2 separate regions of the Sus scrofa genome follow, and region 1 is linked to region 2. The links are chromatin contacts, called in public HiChIP or PLAC-seq maps. All regions are on one chromosome and are shown on one strand. Each heading gives the region's core, a stretch centred on a gene start, on an enhancer-like site or on the middle of the called end of the contact. The rest is flanking DNA. Distances are from core to core; before and after follow the strand shown. Region 1 has its middle 20 kb from the start of NFKBIZ. Region 2 has its middle 230 kb from the start of ZPLD1.

Evidence for each region. HiChIP or PLAC-seq counts read pairs in DNA pulled down with a chosen protein or histone mark.
Region 1: a contact with region 2 is called in an H3K27ac HiChIP or PLAC-seq map of alveolar macrophages. The contact joins two enhancer-like sites. A contact is called at or near these places in 2 of 47 Hi-C or Micro-C datasets (both in embryonic fibroblasts) and 1 of 2 datasets of contacts at active chromatin or transcription factors (alveolar macrophages).

The regions. Positions count from the first base shown.
Region 1 is chr13:157,250,082-157,254,668 of Sscrofa11.1, forward strand. No RefSeq gene overlaps it. Among named protein-coding and RNA genes, the nearest start is that of NFKBIZ, 20 kb to the right of the region's middle. Within about 2 kb of position 2,345, at least 1 of the 83 cell types and tissues checked has an H3K27ac peak or open chromatin away from gene starts, as enhancers often do. A contact at or near this core is called in alveolar macrophages, where this site is marked.
Region 2 is chr13:156,918,756-156,923,260 of Sscrofa11.1, forward strand. No RefSeq gene overlaps it. Among named protein-coding and RNA genes, the nearest start is that of ZPLD1, 230 kb to the left of the region's middle. Within about 2 kb of position 2,101, at least 10 of the 83 cell types and tissues checked have an H3K27ac peak or open chromatin away from gene starts, as enhancers often do. A contact at or near this core is called in alveolar macrophages, where this site is marked.

The DNA of each region.
Region 1 (4,587 bases), core at 1,095-3,594, 330 kb after region 2:
ATTAGGTACTCAGTAATAGGTTATTATTATAACTTCTACTATACAATTATTTTTAGAGATCCTCCTATTTCTTAGAAGAGATGGCTCTTAGACTCAATTTTTGGAAACAACGCAGAAATAGAGAAACTACCCTCTACCCCACTATACTAACTTCCTAAAACTAGGGCCAGTGTCTTGAGCCATAGAATGGGATTCCTAAGTATTAAAAATGCTTTTTTGGTCCAAAAAGAAACTTTGGGGCCCCTTCTTGCTAAATTCATTCCTCTTTATCAAATTTAATCCTAAGAGTACATATTGTAAACTTTCACCTTCAGATGTTGAGCAGTGGGTATTGGACTAGCCCTTCTGCCACAAACAATAAAATTGGAGATAGTATATGAAGCAATTGTTTTTAAACACTGGACAGCAGGAAACTCAACACTGTAATCCCTGAGAGAAAAGAAATTCATCAACCCCATGATTCCCCTGGATCTTCACACCATATTATCCAACCATGACTGAGCAAAATAGAATCCAAGCAGAGCACAAGGGTCCTAATGGAGAGGCAGAAGTCAAAGAGTTCAGGGAAGGAGTTCCCGTCATAGCTCAGTGGTTAATGAATCCCAATAGGAACCATGAGGTTGCAGGTTTGATCCCTGGCCTAGCTCAGAGGGTTAAGGATCTGGCATTGCCATGAGCTGTGGTGTAGTTCACAGACGCAGCTCGGATCTGGCATTGCTGTGACTCTGGTGTAGGCTGGTGACTACAGATCCGATTGGACCCCTAGCTTGGGAACCTCCACATGTCGTGGGTTTGGCCCTAGAAAAGACAGAAAGACAAAAAAAAAAAAAAAAAAGTTCAGGGAAGCTGAAGCAATCCAGATCTGTAGGGCAAGGCACCAGAAAGTAAAGGGGGTATGTTGGGGCTAGAGAGAAGGGAGAGACCCTGAAGTTGCACTGAAGTTTCTCTATGAATCCTTGGCTCAAAGCTAAGACGTACATGCCCATAGCAAGACTACCTAAGGCTTGTGTAACTATACAGAACAGTTGCCATAGAGGTAAGAGCAGAATGGAAATACTAGATATCAAACAGTGCTAGTAGACATGGAAGTTCTGGCCAAGCCAGAGTGGTAAGACCTTGTTATCAATTTATCAACACACAAGGCACCTACCTGAGATACCAGAAAAGATTAGAAACATGCTTTAGGGTAAGGTCCCTTCCAAGACACCTCACAAAGTCTAATACCAAGCCTTTAAAAAAACTACAGTGAAAACTGAATTTAAAATTTGAGATCTGCCAAGAGAAGCTTGGGAAACATTGAGTTTTTCAACTGGCGTTCCCTAGCAAAGCATAAAGACAAGCCTGCAGACTTGCAAGATCATCAAACAGCAAATGAGCTGCCTAGTAGAAAAAAAGTTTACACATTTTTTTCTTTTTTTCTCAGCCACACCTGCAGCATATGGAATCTCCTCGGCCAGGGGTTGAATCAGAGATGCAGCTGAGGCTTATGCCACAGGCAGCACACCTGATCCCAGCTGCATCTGCAATCTATGCAGCAGCCTGCAGCAACACAGGATCCTTAACCTACTGAGGCCAGGAATCAAACCCGCATCTTCACAGAGACAACATTGGGTCCCTAACCAGTTGAGCCACAACAGGAACTCCAGCAGTTCTTGAAGGAAGATAAAATAAGGTTCAGAGCCTATACATTGCACCACCAACAATGTCCACTACACAATAAAAAATATATATATTAGACATGTAAAAGCCAAAAAAAAAAAAAAAAAAAGGCAAAGTGACATAAGGGAAAAGCACCAGTTCCAACATTACAGAGATGATGTATTTAGAAGATGAGGGCTTTAAAAAAACAGCTGCTACAAATATGTTCAAAGAATCAAGAACGTTTGGACACTGAGTTAAAAGATAGCAACTCTCAGTAGAGAAATGTAAACTATAAAAAAGAGCTAAATGGAAATTTTAGAACTGAAAAATTATAGTGACAAAAAAAAATCATAGTAGATCACAGATGAGAGAAAAAAAAAGTCACTGGTGAACTTGAATATAAAAAGGCAGCTACTTCCTGGAGTGGTAAATGGAAGGAGAGACTGACTGCAAAGGGTAATTATGAGGCTGATTTCTGATGTGAAAAAACATGCTCTATCTAAATTGTGTTGATGGTCATGTGGGTGCATACATTTACTGAGCTATATACTTACAATGTATACATTTTATGGTACTTAAATTATACCTCACAAAGTTGACTTTTAAAAGAATACTTGCATAACTCTTTAAATTAGAAGGCTTCTCTTCATCATCATCCTGTAATGAGTCATCATTCAGCAATAAATTTTATAAGGAACAAGTTCTTCTGAATCACACACAGGCACCCCGAGTGAGTGTCTGACCATGTGTTTTTGTTCTGTGTGAATGAGTGGAGAAACAGAAGCCCGTTAAACTAATAAAGCTCCTGCCCATCATCTCTGATTCTAGGCTGCAGGGGAAACTGCAACTTCAGTGGTCATCTTTCTAAGCACTCTCAGTAACTATCTGTTGACCAGTACCTGAAGTGTCTGTATTTATTTTATAAGCAAGTTATCCCATCTAAAATCATGACTGCTGCAGAGTTTAGGAGAACATTCCCTACAAAATCTGCCCCAGTTTCATAGCAGAGGTACATGGTCAGGGTCCACATAGTGAACTGATACCAGTGCTGGTCAGATAGGCTGTCCTATCCACTCTCCCCTGCTCAAGGACCTGCTTACAGACTTTTGAAAACATAAGCAATAGGGAAGCTAGATTTTCCCTTTCCTTGAAATATTCCTACTTGCAGTAGGAAACTGATGGATCAAAAAGAGGTGTCATAAATAAGGTCACTGCTTGCCTGTGCAGTGACCATGTTGAGTGCCTCAATTTACTGATTTGGAGCCTTAATAAAAATAAGATGCTCACTTTGGCAGCACATATACTAAAACTGGAACAATACAGAGAAGATGCACATAGCCCTTCACAAGGATGACGCACAAATTCATGCAGCATTCCATATTTTTATGTGAAATCTAAAAAAACCAAACACATAGAAAAAGAGAACAAAACAAATCTGCGAGAGGTAGGGGAATTGAGTCAAAGTGGTCAAAAGGTACAAAATTCCAGTTATAAGATAAATACTAAGCATGTAGTGTACCACATGATGACTACAGTTAATACTGCTATATGATATATTTGAAAGTTGCTAAGAGCATAGTTCCCAAAAGTTCGTATCTGAGAAAACCAAAAAAATTTTGTAACTGCATAAGATGGCAGATGTCATCTTACTGTAATAATCATTTCACAATATATGTATGTCAAGGCACTATGTTGTACACCTTAAACTTATACAGTGCTGTATACCAATTATACCTCAATAAAACTCAAACAAAAAAAATTGCAGGAAATGTGTAAAATTCTTCCACAAGCTTGAACCTTGTGTTACCTATTGTGTTCATTTTCTATTGCTGCGTAACTAATTACCACAAACTTAGCAGCTTAGCACACAACCCATTTATTATCTCACAGTTCTGCAGGTCAGAAGTCTGAGTGGACTTGGCTGTATTTTCCACATGGAGTAGCACAAGGACAAACTCAAGTGTCAGCTGGGCTAAACTCTTATCTGAAGGCTCTGAGGAAGAACTTGCTTCCCAGTTTATTCAGGTTGGTGGCAGAATTCATTTCCTTGGGCATATAAAACTGAGAAGCTATTTTCTTTCTGGCTCATAGAAAGTACCTGGGGCGGGGGGAGATTAGGAGTTCCCGTCCTGGCTCAGTTGTTAATGAATCCGACTAGGAATCATAGCTTGCGGGTTCCATCCCTGGTCTTGCTCGGTTGGTTAAGGATCCCGAGTTGCCGTGGCTGTGGTGTAGGCCAGAGGCTACAGCTCCAATTAGACCCCTAGGCTGAGAACCTCCATATGCCATGGGTGTAGCCCTAGAAAAAGACACACACACACAAAAAAGAAGTACCTGGATTTCTTGGCTCATGGGTGCCTTCCTCCATCTTCAAAGCCAGTCATTGTGGGTTGGCTCCTCCTTGGGCTCAGAATATGACTTCCTCTGCTATGTCCTGCCAGAGCCCACTCACTGCTTTTAAAGGGCTTGAGTGACTAGATCAGGTACACCTGGCTAGTCCCCAGCTTAAGATCAATTGATTAGCAGCCTTAATTACAACCTTAATTACTTGCCATGTAACGTAATATCACAGGAGTAAAACCAGGGGCGGAGGTCATGGGTCATCTAGAATTCTATCTACAACTGAAGCTTCATCTTCCAGTATGACTGAACCTCTTTGTATCCCTAATATACAATTCATCCAAACATTTTAAAGTTGTCTTTAAAAACAAATGCTGCTAGTCAGTGATTCAGAACCTATTTTTCAGGTTACAATAATTAAAGCTAGGAACTGAGTTTAAATTCTAAGAGTTCAGGGAAGAAAGAAAGTATGAGTTGGGAAAACTTCATAAAGGAAGTGGCACCAAGCAGAGCGTTCAAGGTTGCACAGAATTTGGGTAGGCAAGAGCATGACTAGAGATGGGCATCTGCTGAGCAGTGAGGAGACCCAGCTGATACTTTTGAGGA
Region 2 (4,505 bases), core at 851-3,350:
CAAATTTTAAAAAAATTATGTATCCTGACAGATGTTAGCCAGATTTATTGTGGTAATCACTTTATAATACATACAAATAACAAATCATTGTGTTGTACACCTAAAACTGATATAATACTACATGTCAATTGTCTCTTAGTAAATGAATAAAAAGAAATAAATAGGATAGATAATAAAGCTTGGCAGATATGTATACTAATCTGTAAATTCTGATGTGTAAGAAACACAACTTTTCTTTTTTTGGCAGCGCCCAGTGGTACACAGAAGTTCCCAGGCCAGGGATTCAATTTGAGCCTCAGCTGCAACCCATGCCACAGCTGCAGCAAAGTCAGATTCTCAATCCACTGTACCGGGCTGGGAATGGAACCCGCTGCCACTGCAGAGACAATGCCAGATCTTTAACCCACTGATCCATAGCATAAATTCCACAACTTTTATCTTTTTCTAGAGACCAATCTCTTTCTTGTTTCCCCAGCCCACTGGGATAGTAGAAATGTAATCTAATTTTCCCTGAGTTTTGTTTCCATCTAAATTCTGGAATCTTACATCATGCTAAGGCATGTATGTATGTATACATATTTGATGTATACATATGAGGCCAGTGTGTGTGTTGTCTGTGTGTCTATGTGTCTGTGTATGTGTCTGCAATAGGGGTGGGGAATTGAAGGAGCACTTGCATTTGAACTTCAAAGGCATATCCCCACACAGACATCTGCTGACCCATCCATTTTCATATCTTGTCTTCAGGGGCTAGTCCATCTGGATGCCAGAAAATACCCTTTGCTTCTACTACATCACCCCTTTAGGAACTCCTGCTATGCCATTCTTGGTTACAAAAGGCATCTCCTAGCACTATCCTCACCACAATTCAGTGTGAGAAACCCTAAGAGGCTTTCCAAATCCCATCAGGCTAGAATAATACCACAGAGCTATTTTCTCTAATGTCTCACTACCTACCCACAGTTCTAAAGGAAAGTGAGTTATAAGGCTTTCCTGCTCTAAGATCCTACAAGCTTTCTGGAGCTATTGCCAATGTCCCAGGCTTGAACCAGAGCAGGACAGGATCTTCCTCAGAAACCTCCCAATATTTCCTGCCTTTCCTCATCCATTTCTGTTCTGACAGTCCAAGGAATCTTTAGTGCGGATGGAGGCAAACAGTGAGAAGTTATATTCCCTACTCTTCAAGCCATTTCTGTCTAGGTCTCTCTCTTCCTCTAATTCTTAAGAGAAAAACAGGAACCTCAAAGCTTTCTCCATCTCCTGAAACAGTGAATAATGGGCTAGTTATTTTTATGGAGGCAAGGAAGAGAAAAGCAGGGAAAGAAAGCATCTGAAGGGGAAAAAACACTAGTTAATATTTCAAAAATATCACACCCCACAGAATCAAGTTCTAAGAGAAGGCAGAAGGCTGGCCTCAGAATCACAGAGGAGAACAGAAAAGTTGGGAAAAAGGGAAAATTTTGAGTTGGAAATTACAATTCAACTAAATGACTGTATTTTCTTTGATATTTCCCTATCATGGGATGGATCTTCTCAATCAAGGAAAAGATGAGGTACTTTCTCAGAGTAAAGATAGAATTGAAAAAAGCTTACAAAAAAGAAATCAACTGTGTAAGTGATGTAAAATATTATCACATGAATTTATCACAACAAATTGATAATCATAACTGGAATCATAATTCTCTTTCACAAATGAGGAAACTAAGGCAAAGAAAGGTTTGGAGTTTGTCCAAAGTCACACAGACAAATGGGGGTGCTATGAAGGCTTGAAGTGAGTAAAAAATTTAGTCCCAAAAATGTAAAGTTTGCTTCCTCCTCTTCTCATAACTGAGCTTAAAAATAAAACTTGTCTTCAAGTATGTAAAACTCTCTAATCAGTAATAATATTTTATGTCTTTGTGCCATTGACAATAGCTGTCATCTGACTTGAGAAAATGCAAGCAGGACATGACTCAGCATGGAAAAGTAGGAAATGATTTTGTGGGAAAATGTTTCCTATGGTAACCATAGAAGACTCCAATTTTGCTGGGGCTTCAACTGGCTAATTAGCCAAGTTTCCTTAGAAACATCTTGTCTCCATCACATTCCTCCTAAACACAGTACCCATGTCCCAGCCCCTTGAGCAGCTGGCATGAGCACACATTTCTGCCGGGATGTGTGTCTCACGGGTCAAGCCGGGTGGGCTGAGGTGGAGCGTGTTATAAAACAGCCTTCAGCAGGAAGCACCAGCGCTGGGTAATTGCTAATTCTTTAGAGAACACCAAAAATCAGGCACAGGAAACAGAGTTCAGCCCTGGAGTTTAATGCAGATCAGAAACTGGGTGCAAAGTCTGAAAGTCAGAAGCTGCACAGAACTGAAAATATTAACGGGGGGGGGGCACTTAGACTTCCATTTTTTATAAGCAATCAGTAATTCGTATTACCATAGAAATTATCATGCTTTAAAGACCATTACCAATGTAAAAGTTTCATCTCATTTTTTTAAATAAATAAACATTTAAAAATCTCTCTTCTCATTTTTAAAATAAATGTGGGTCATACTAGGCATATAATTTTGTAATTTGATATTTCCCTCAATATATCATGAATATTCCCTTTTATTTCCCAACCAACAGCAGGTTGGTTTTTGTCAACATTGCTCCATTACCTGCCCTGACCAAGGAAACCAATGATATAATAATTACTAGCTCTAATGGCCACCTCCAGTTCTGGCTCTCTTGACTTGTCTTCCTTGGCCACTCCTTCCATCATCAAACATGTCTCCTCTGACTTCCTCAACATTCTTCTATCCTGGTTTTCCATTCTTCTCTGGCTGTTCCCTCTGATCCACTCCACCATTATTTTCTTCTGATAACCCTTGAATATGGAAGGCAGATATCCTGCAAATACGGCTTTTCCTCTCAAACATGTTTCCTGAGCATTCTCTTTGACCATCTCTGTATTTTGATAGACAAATTCAAATCTTCTGCTTCATCCCTCTCCTGAACTCTAGACCCTTGAATTCTCCTGAATTCAACCCATATTTCCCACTGACATTAAAATCAAAATGCCCAAAGCAGAACTTATCACTTCTACATTCTCAAATATGAAGAAAACTCCTTAAAAGCCAGAAGACAGAAAACCCTCAAGGTGCAATCCTGCCTCTTCACCTTGGTAACATTAATAAACACATAGCTAACATTGACTGAACTCAAATACTATGTTAAGAGTTTTATAGTCATTATCTTATTTAATCCTCATAGTGCACTTTATAACAAGAACAAGAAGGCTTAGGTAAGTAAAGACACTTGCTCAAGGACACCCAGAAAGTAAGTACAGAGCTAACAGCCTTAGTAGTTTTTCTCCAGAGCCTATAGCATGTGCTCCTAGCTCCACAGTCTTATGAAAAGACTCTGTAAGTCTGGGTTTTTGCAAAAGGAATTTTTACTGAGAAACCGTGAGAAAAGAAAACAAAATTCAAATGTAAAAATGGATTGTGATACAAAGCACATACTGTTTGTTCAAATATAATAGTGTCTATCAACATCGACATAGTCAGCTCAGTTTGGCCCACATCCCTGTTTCCTTCTCACCACAATCCTCTCTTTTGGCTGCTAGACCAAACCAAGCAAAGGCTTTGCCAAAGAAAAGACCTGGGCAAAGAGTTCAACTTCTTCCAAATGCTGCTCATTAGAATTAATTAGCCTGTGCTTTTGACCAGGTTGAATTATAGCTAAGGGTCTAGAGTTCAGGGCACGGACAAGTAGTAGATATAAGGGCTTCTTTTAGGTTGTGATTTGGTCCTCTGTGCCCAGCCCCATCCATGCAATAAGGAGAGCACCTCCCTACCTGACCACTGAGCCTTAGACTGCTCTGAAAGTACCTCCTCTCTCTCCTTCTTAGGTGACTCAATCCCTAGGAGTTCTAATGCTTCTACAACTCATTATTATGTGTGCTCTCAGGTATTGAATGATGTATTAGACTAAGTGATTCCTGATGCTGATAAGACCCCTTAGTAAAGATCAATGTCTCTGTCATGGCCTGTCTAGTGATTTTGTTGCCCAAACACCATTCTCCTTTAGCCAATCTGGCTTTGTCAGCTCCCACCACCCCTATAATCCACTCCTGCTTGCATCCCCAAGGCCTAGAAAGAGACTTTTCAATTATCTCTCCAGTTTTAAGCCACTGTCCCTCCACTGGTCTTTCTCAGGATATCTTCCGGTTCTCAACTCATTTGCAGGGCACTGTTAGTTATGTCTATAGAGTAATCCTCCCTTACCCATGGTTTTGCTTTTCACAGTTTCGGCTATGTGTGGTCAACCGCAGTCCAAAAATATTAACTGGAAAATCCTAGAAATAATTCATAAGCATTAAACTGTGTGCCATTCTGAATAGCATGGTGGAATCTCATGCCATCCCATCTCCACCCAGCCTAGGATGTGATGCATCCCTTTGTCCAGCATATCCTGACCTTTAGTTATTTAGTAGACACCTTGATTATCAGATTGACTACCATGGTGTCACAG